Regions from separate parts of the Mus musculus genome. Here regions 2 and 3 are each linked to region 1. Evidence: chromatin contacts called from public Hi-C data. All regions are on one chromosome and are shown on one strand. Each heading gives the region's core, a stretch centred on a gene start, on an enhancer-like site or on the middle of the called end of the contact. The rest is flanking DNA. Distances are from core to core; before and after follow the strand shown.

Region 1 (2,921 bases), core at 290-2,789:
CATCAGCATGCCCACCAGGCGCACCCCATTAAAGACTTGTCAGCCATGACCATTCTACCCAGTCCCACCATCAACCCAGTCTTGCTCACTGATGCGGATGGCACTGGAAAGAGCTGAGGATGAGGGTGTCTAGTGTACACAAGCAACTCTGATGTCTACATGGCAGATGGCATCTTCCTGCGGTTTTCATCTAAGTATATTTTAAACTTCCTCACCCATCTTTCATAGAAAGAAAGGAAAAAAAAACATTTAAACTACTAGCGTATTTGAAGTATTTAACTACTTTGAAAATCAGCGACCATTTCTGCTAACAGTGAACTCGTATTTGCTCAATGACCCTGCAATTCTATGCCTGTGTAGACCCCCATGTGTGCACGTATGCATGTTTGCCAGAAGGCAAATACTAGAAAGCTCTCAGAGTGCACAGTGGTTTTTCAAGGAATGAAAACAGGCCAAAGTCATCCATGGGAGACTTGTTTAAGAAGTATGAAGTCATATGACACATGGTATGTGTATCACACACATACATACATACATAGTGCAGCATAAACTCCAACCACCACATTGGTTTTCTAAAATTAGCACTGGTACCAAAAGGAGCCAGATACCAGAGAACACATGCAACTTAATTTCCTTCACACAAAGTTTAAAATCAGAGAAAATTAGTTTTGAGATATGTCAGGCTACTGCAGTTTGCACTGTAAACCATGGTGCACAACATGTGCAGTACTGAACTTAAAGCAAAACAAAGCAGCCCCTATCTACCCTCTGTGTGGGACTCTCTGGTTGCTCTAGTCTAGTTAAGCCTAGCAGTGACTGGTAAGTGGATTTACAGTAATTAGTGGATTATGTCCTATAATTTGAAAAACACTGATATTCATGCAGGCTAGGCTTTCAGAGTGGCTCACGGGTTAGCTGATCTCACTAAGCCTCAGTGCCCTCTCCATAAACAGGGAAATGATGGTGTCATTTGCCAAGAGTGTTGTGGAATTGGATGAGTTAAGGCACATTAAGGTTTTAGCATATTGACTAAACAGTCAGTTTGTGCCTTACATATGCACATGCGCACATACAGGCACACACACACACACACACACACACACACACACACACACACACACACACTTTTATTAAATATCCAGGTCTTTCTTCCAGACAATAAGCCTTCCAAATCCTTGTTCTCAGTTTGTGCTGATAAGGGGAGTCAGCCTTCCCAAGGAGACTTAGAGGTGACTCACTGCTCTAGGGAAGCCAAGTTCCTTGTTGAAGACCATCTGGGATTTCCACCTCAGGGTGGGCTCCTTTAAGCTCTTCCTGTGTTCCCACACCATGCTCCCCTGGGCTGTTTTCTTGTCTGCTCTGGCCTCTTTGGCAGGGCCTGAGTTCATTTGGCCATGTACAGTGAAACTGTACTTGAACGATCTTTGTTTCTTAAAAAGTCATCTTAGCTTGGGAAATGTTGGCCACTGCTAAGAGCAAGCCCTCCTACTTGGCCATGGGGTCTGACCAGCCCCCATCACTTCCTCCAACAACAGGGGCTTTATGCTCTCATGCAAAAAGACCAGCTGTCAGCTTAAATTTCCCTAATCCAGCCAGATCCCAACTCAGCCAACCAACAGTCGCTATCTGGGGGAAGCCCATCTGTGAAAGGCAGCAGTGCCCTTACTGGAATGACATGTCATAAAAATTAGTTTGGGCACTAATCTAAAGAAGCTTTGTGCTGAGTCGAGGGACTGCAAGGTCCCAGTTGGTGCCCTTCTCTTTGCCGAAGAGCTGGACCAGACAGACTAGCAGAGCAGAGCATGAACACACTAGCAGTGCCCCACACCTTGCTTGTCACTCTCAACCTGGAGAGATGCCATCTTTACCACCCCACCTCACCCCCCCAGTCCTCTCCACCGGGAAGCTCTGAGGGCTGAAAGGGTGTGGGCGAAAGGAAGTTCACTGTTTTGTGTATAGTGCTGGTCATAGGCAAAGGCCGTGGGGGTCTTTAAACCGTTGGCTAACTTTAGCAATCTATGGTTCGGTTTGTTAAGAAGGATAGGAGCTCATTCTTAACATTCTTCCTCTGCAACTGTTCCCTCTCACCCTCTCAAGGGGACAGGGGCGGTCAGTGGTCCTCTTTAACCTTGAATTGCCTACATAGTGTACTTACTTGGTGACACTTCAAAACAGTCACCATTCCAGAGGCTCCTCAGATAATGGTGGAACGGCCTGACCACCACCACCACCATCACAGCATCACCACCCCTGCTGGCTCCATACTGGGGTTTGTCTGACTTGACCTTGTGCATCTCTTGTACATAAGTGGAATTCATGGGACAGAGGGGGGCAGAGGGAGAGACAGAGAGAGAGAGAGAGAGAGAGAGAGAGAGAAAGAGAGAGAGGAAAGGGTGGGCATGTGAAACTGGAAAGAAACATAGTGATGGTAGTGGGTGAGGAGGAATTGGAGGAGAAGGGCTGGATCAAACATACTATATACATGTATTAAACGTCAATCATGCATGCACACATACACACACACATACACATATTCGAGCACACCTTGTGCAACAGAATGCAGCTTTTGAACTGTTTTTTTTTTTCAGATAATCCCATAGGTATTTTTGTACCTGTTCACTTTCATATAATTTCTTGTTTAAAATGCTTTTGAAATTTGTCCTGGATGTATAGGTATTAGAAGCTTAGGGGAATGAATTCTATAGAGAAATTCAAAAGAAAAAAGCATACCACTTTCTAATAAAAAAATTAAGAAGCATTTTCTTTGAACTAATTATGAGTATTTTCTGACTTTTTCCTTTCCTTCTTTTGTTGTTTTTGTTTTGTGAACCAGTCTTTGGAATAGCCCATGGTTTTGGCCACACCTTCATTTCAAAGCAATGCCGTTTTTTTAGACCAGCCTGAGTGCTGAGGGGTCTGTT
Region 2 (2,757 bases), core at 131-2,630, 180 kb after region 1:
TCCGTGCTCCTTAGTTTTTAGCCTATGCGATTCCCCTGATGTGCTCAGAAACCCAAGAGATCTGAGCTACTTATGGTTGAACATCGAACAAACGATAAATTAGCTCAGTTGCTTTTCTGCTCTTCCTATACCTTTTAACATGAACAGAGCCAAAAATTGATAGTTCGCTGTTCTTTTTCCTCCTATTTTTTTTTTACCAAATTAAGGATTTTTTTTAAAGTCAGCTGATGTATAAGGAAAAGATTTCCTTTTCTCTCCTGCCTTCTCCAGCAAGTTCGCCAGTTTAATACCCATAATTCCTCACCTTCTCTAGTGCTTGAATTACTCTCCTAACACTAATATACTCTAAACTTGCATAAATGAAATAAACCACCTAGTCAGGACCCTCCACACTGTTAGACGGTGCAAAACACAAATTCAGAGCCTGCTATTTGAAAAGGGAAGAGAATTCCAAGATGGCGGAGGCAGCAAAGAATTCATCCCACAGCTGGAAACCGCAAAGCATGGGGCTCCATCTGATGACCAAGTTGGTGACATTCCTAGAAGTCTGGCCCTGTGTCTGGTCATATGTGGTCAAATATATATAAGGATATGCATATATATATGTATGTATAAGGACACATACATACATATATGGTTATATACAGTCTTATAGAGATTATAAGGATAACACACATATGTGCATACACACATTTTTCCACTGTGGGATCCAGGAATCAAACTCAGGTGGTCAGGCCTGCATGACAAGTGTCTTACTCTGAGCCATCTCTCCAGCCTACATCACTCTGTTACCTCATCTATGGACTCTGATCACCTAAGCCCTGACTCTTCAGATCTTTGTTCAATGTTTACAGCCTCTGTGATAGCTTCCCAGGTCAGCTGCGTGACTACAGTTCATATAGAGTGGGGTAAAGACAGCCCAGTCTGCTCCCCTGCCTGTTTCAGGATACTAACAGGTGCTTGGTAAGTAAGGATGTAGCAGACACGAGGAACACCTCATAGGCAAAGATCTTGGGCCCTTGTCTTGAGGAACTCCTATTATCACCAACACCCCCTTATTTGTTTGCATTTCTCACTTACCAGAATATCCAGTCCTGGTGCGTGCAGGTCTCACTAGATCCGTGAGATGCAACTATGGCCGCCATCTTGTTTCTACCGGAATCTTTTTATGTGTCTTGCTTCCTCACTCTTCAGTCTTTAAGATGGAAGGGAGACTGATGAAATATAGAGTCAAATCCTTGATTCCTAACCGAGGCTCTCGCCAGCTTTGGGACCCAGGCCAGTGAGTCGATTAACCTTTGCAAGCTCCCATTTCCTCATCCAATGGGTGAACTAATGGATACATACCCTGCCTACCTCACAAGACTGAATAAATCCCCTTAATGAAGTGTGATATTTGAATGCAAACCCTACAACATACAAGAACACTATTACCTCTCTAAACATACCTCTCTGTCAGTGTTCACTACATGTTAGATGAATGGATTAATAATACAACCAGGCAAACCTTATGACCATTTATTTCCCCCTTTAAATCTGGAAGATTGTGACGTTCCTTTGTGGGAGTAAAAGAGAGGCCCATCCTCGTCAGAAACAGCCACTTCCTCTTCTCTTCCCTTTGGTTTCAGGACTGTAATATGAGCACACAGTCACTTTACTCTCCCAGTTTCCACTCTCTCTAATTACATGGTGTTATGAGCCAAAAGATAGACCACGAGATCTCAATGTTGCTACAACTTGCCAGTGACGTAAATTATCATTAACACACTGCATCCGAAACTAAGAGCGCTTCACCCAAAATGCTCCCGCGGGGAAACAGCCCACTGAAATGACAGAGCGAAGGCAGAGGCTGAGGTCACAGCTCCTGGAACACAACAACCTGTAGATGTTTGAAGAAAGCGAATTATTGCTACGGCCGGTCTTGATGGAGACTAAACTAACTGCACTTATCTGTAATGAGTTTTTACAAAATAATGCTACCAACGCAGTTCACACATGCTGGAAACCGGGCTAAGCTGGCTTTCAGACATAAGGCCATCAGTGCATTCAGAGAAACAATCGCTGCAATTATAACTAATTAACTGGCCTAAACAGTTGGGAGCCGGTTGGAGAGGTCTGAGCTGAAATGTAAATGAGGAGGGAGGGGCCTGCTGCAAAGAGATGGTGTGGCATATTTGTTTTGTTTTGACTTCTTTCCAGACATATTTCAGTTTGCATAAGTATTTGAAGGTCGGATCAGACAGGATTTACAGCACAATGGTATCAGGAATGTCTTTATGAAAACTCTGATATGGTCTAAATTAGGTTTCAAGAAGGGGCGGGGCAGCCGTGGGAGCTCAAGTCTATATCAGTGTCTACTCTGCACCCTAATGGGCACCTCGAACCACTTCATCCGTCACAGGCCAACAAGTGAGCCCTTTAGGGAGTGGATCTCAGCTATCGATTCCTGCAGCATCAGAGGCAGCCCCGAGGGAGCTCCCCAGCCCGCGGATTTCGGATTTCAGCAGTACTCTTGTGACCTTTGGTTGACCTTGGGCTCTGCGAGTGGAGGGTTAAAGTTGTCTTTTGGCATTGGAGCCTGGCTTTTTCCTTCTCCAAATGCTTTCAGAGAAATCCGAGGGAACCCCACCCCTCTGCAGTGGGCAAGCTGCTTCCTGTAGAAGTAGAGAGGATCCTGCTTGCTCCGGTGAAAAGGGCTCTTCAGCACAGAAATGCCTTCTCTTTCTCGAGAAGTCTGCTTTCCCCTCAGCCTCTAAT
Region 3 (2,783 bases), core at 53-2,552, 230 kb after region 1:
ACTTTCACTTCTGCTTTTGTGTCATATGTACATACATGATGTTCTGTAACTATATAAAATCTAGGGCTCACAAGTGAGAAGAAACGTGGTGTTTGTCTCAATTCACTTAATCTGATTGCCTCAGGTTCATTCATTTCCTGCACACCATACAACATCATTCATTTTTATGGCTAACCAATCTCTAGTGTGTATATAGAACATGTTTTCATTCCTTTTTTTCCTTTTAGAATGCAGTTAGGAATGATGCTAGTTTAGTAAAGTAGAACTTGTAGGTTCGTCTCCAAGATCCATGACTTCAGCCACCTTGACGAGTGGGCTAGATTTCCAATGCCCGACATGATTTCTCTCCTGTTGAGAAGTAGATCACATTTTCTTTTTCTGTTCCTTGGTTAGCTTAGCTGCTAGGATAATGCTTCAGCAAACATTGATGTGTAAACATCTTTGCTATGTTGACTTGATGTCTTTTGAGTAAAGACCCAGGAGTATTATTGCTGGGTCATACGGTAGATCGAGTTTTAGGTTTTTGAGAAACAGATACTCGTGATCACCTTGCTAGAATTTTATGTACATGGTCTAAGGAGCTCACACCACCACAGTAGTTATGCAATTATCTCTATTTTACAAATACAGAGACATAGTTTAGTGACTTCCCCACTGTGACATATCTAAGTGTGGCAAAGGAGAGATAGCCCGGAACAGCTAACCTTTGGCATGTACTATACAGTTTTCCCTTTCCATTATATCAGAACAGTATATAGACTTTCAGATCTCCCAGGGTACACCCATTCCAACATAACGTATGAAAAGGGAAGCTTACAGTTGGCAATATAAACCTTGAATGCGCTGGTGAAAAAGAAAATGGATTCATGAACAGACTCAGAGTTATGCTTTCAAGTTCAAATGCAATTGAGTAAGAAACTAAACACAAGATAAGAGTGGTCAGATGACTCAAAGAGCAAGCTTTATCATCCCAGCACAGTTGAAGAGGACGCAGTACAACATTGTAAGAAGAACCATTAAAATATGACTATTATCGTGTCTTTATCATTCCCATAGCAACCTAGTATTCCCTGCCAAAAAAATAACTCAGTAGGCACCAAGAATTTTCAGCTACTCTTTTAGCACCAAACCCTTCCCACAGCCATTTGTATTAACATTTGCAAAAGATTTATTTCCCTTTGATTCAAATAATTCCACATTCCCAAGAATATCTGGACTGGAGCATGTCCAACTGCCCGCAGGGTCTGCAGCCGTCGCCTCTGTCCTGGGTAGCTCGCTCAGTGCCCATGAATAGCTCATTGTTGAAGACAAACCCACTGCAGAGAACAGAGGAAACACAGAAGAAGAGTCAGTGCCATGATCTGGAGACCAGTCTGGACTTCCAGCAATGAAGCTGGCAGCAGCAGCAAGCACCCCAGCCTGTTGTGAATTGGGGTGACCAGTGCTTCCCAGATCAAGGCTCCCTGAAGGTATTCCCCACTTCAGAATCCACCAGCAACTTACCTCCAGACATACTGAACCTAGATCCTTCTGTATAACCAAAAAGAAAACAATATAGGCTGAAACTCAAACTGAAAAATCAACCTCAAGCATTTGTATCAGGATCAAACACGGGTGCTATAGAAAAATACAAGATCGCTTTCAAGTAGTCTGCATGGCTTAACAACTGGCCAAAAATTTAAGAAGGGTTCTCACTTGATGAAGACTGAACTCTCAAATCTGCTCTGATGTTTGCTACTGACTTTCTACAAATATTCTGTTTATCCACTCAGGCTAATCAGCACATCAGAGAATGAACTAAGTGCCCACTTCAAATCAAGGGTTAAAAAGAATTATACCTTTTAGCTATTTGAGGGTGGTCAAAGAAACTCATAAGTTGTTTCGGTGATTGAACCAAACTCAGTTGCAGAGTTAATCAAATGTGGCATAATGCAGTCTTTTGACATAGGGATCATATTTGCCATCTCAGACATGTACTGGTCTACAATTAATGCCTGATGAGTATAACTTAGTAGCCACAAGCTTGTATTTTTGAGCATATGACTAATTTTAAAAGTTATACCTCCTGGTACTTATCCAGTCCTTCTTCAACTTATTTAGGATTTTACATTTTTACATAAGTCAGAAAAACACCATGATTATGGATAAATTTCCAGCCATATTCTTTTTCTTCCGGCATTCACAAATGCATCAAAACGTATTAGAGAAAAGTGATAAAGGGATCCAGTATGGTCTGGGGATTTGGCTTAGCAGTGTCATGCTTACCTAGTACATACACGGCCCTGAGTTTGATCCCTGGCACTACAGGAACACAGAAACAGCAGTGTGATTCAGTGGAGGTCACAACCTATCTGCAAATCCAATGGCCACGTCTTTTCAAGTAAACACATATCTGACTTTACACTCTAGGGGAAGGAGGGGATCACGCTAACTTGTTCTGACACACACTCCTCCTCCCCAACTGCTCTATTTACCATTCCTGAAACTAAAGCCAGAGGCCACACAGAATCTGAACCTCTAACCTATGGACATAGCCTTGTCTTCACTGAGGCCATTAGTGTATTAAAAACACAATGAAGAGCTGCTGGTTGGGCAAAGTCATTTTTCCTTTGACATTTAATTATCAGTAGAAAAGTATTTCTGTCTTAATACCCACATTCTGGCATATAATTACTGTAATAAAGTCTACTTCTTCCCTTTGGGTGACCGCTGCCAGTACCATGAAATCATGGCAATGGTTGTAAAAATAAGGGAGGTCACAGCCCTCCCCCACACACATACAC

The links. A called contact is a pair of places that touch in the nucleus more often than the background predicts.
Region 2: a contact with region 1 is called in a Hi-C map of the N1E-115 cell line, with 4 times the contacts expected there. The contact joins two enhancer-like sites. A contact is called at or near these places in 2 of 484 Hi-C or Micro-C datasets (the HL-1 cell line and the N1E-115 cell line), 5 of 115 datasets of contacts at active chromatin or transcription factors (T-cell acute lymphoblastic leukemia, double positive thymocytes, embryonic basal ganglia and 1 more) and 1 of 9 other capture datasets (embryonic stem cells).
Region 3: a Hi-C map of cerebellum shows a contact between it and region 1, with 2.0 times the contacts expected there. The contact joins two enhancer-like sites. A contact is called at or near these places in 3 of 484 Hi-C or Micro-C datasets (cerebellar granule neurons, cerebellum and liver) and 4 of 115 datasets of contacts at active chromatin or transcription factors (astrocytes, embryonic basal ganglia, embryonic stem cells and 1 more).

The regions. Positions count from the first base shown.
Region 1 is chr13:112,158,884-112,161,804 of GRCm38.p6, reverse strand. No RefSeq gene overlaps it. Among named protein-coding and RNA genes, the nearest start is that of Gm41063, 22 kb to the left of the region's middle. Within about 2 kb of position 1,539, at least 36 of the 459 cell types and tissues checked have an H3K27ac peak or open chromatin away from gene starts, as enhancers often do. A contact at or near this core is called in the N1E-115 cell line and cerebellum, where this site is marked.
Region 2 is chr13:111,979,369-111,982,125 of GRCm38.p6, reverse strand. No RefSeq gene overlaps it. Among named protein-coding and RNA genes, the nearest start is that of Gm15322, 14 kb to the left of the region's middle. Within about 2 kb of position 1,380, at least 72 of the 459 cell types and tissues checked have an H3K27ac peak or open chromatin away from gene starts, as enhancers often do. A contact at or near this core is called in the N1E-115 cell line, where this site is marked.
Region 3 is chr13:111,927,335-111,930,117 of GRCm38.p6, reverse strand. No RefSeq gene overlaps it. Among named protein-coding and RNA genes, the nearest start is that of Gm15326, 61 kb to the right of the region's middle. Within about 2 kb of position 1,302, at least 33 of the 459 cell types and tissues checked have an H3K27ac peak or open chromatin away from gene starts, as enhancers often do. A contact at or near this core is called in cerebellum, where this site is marked.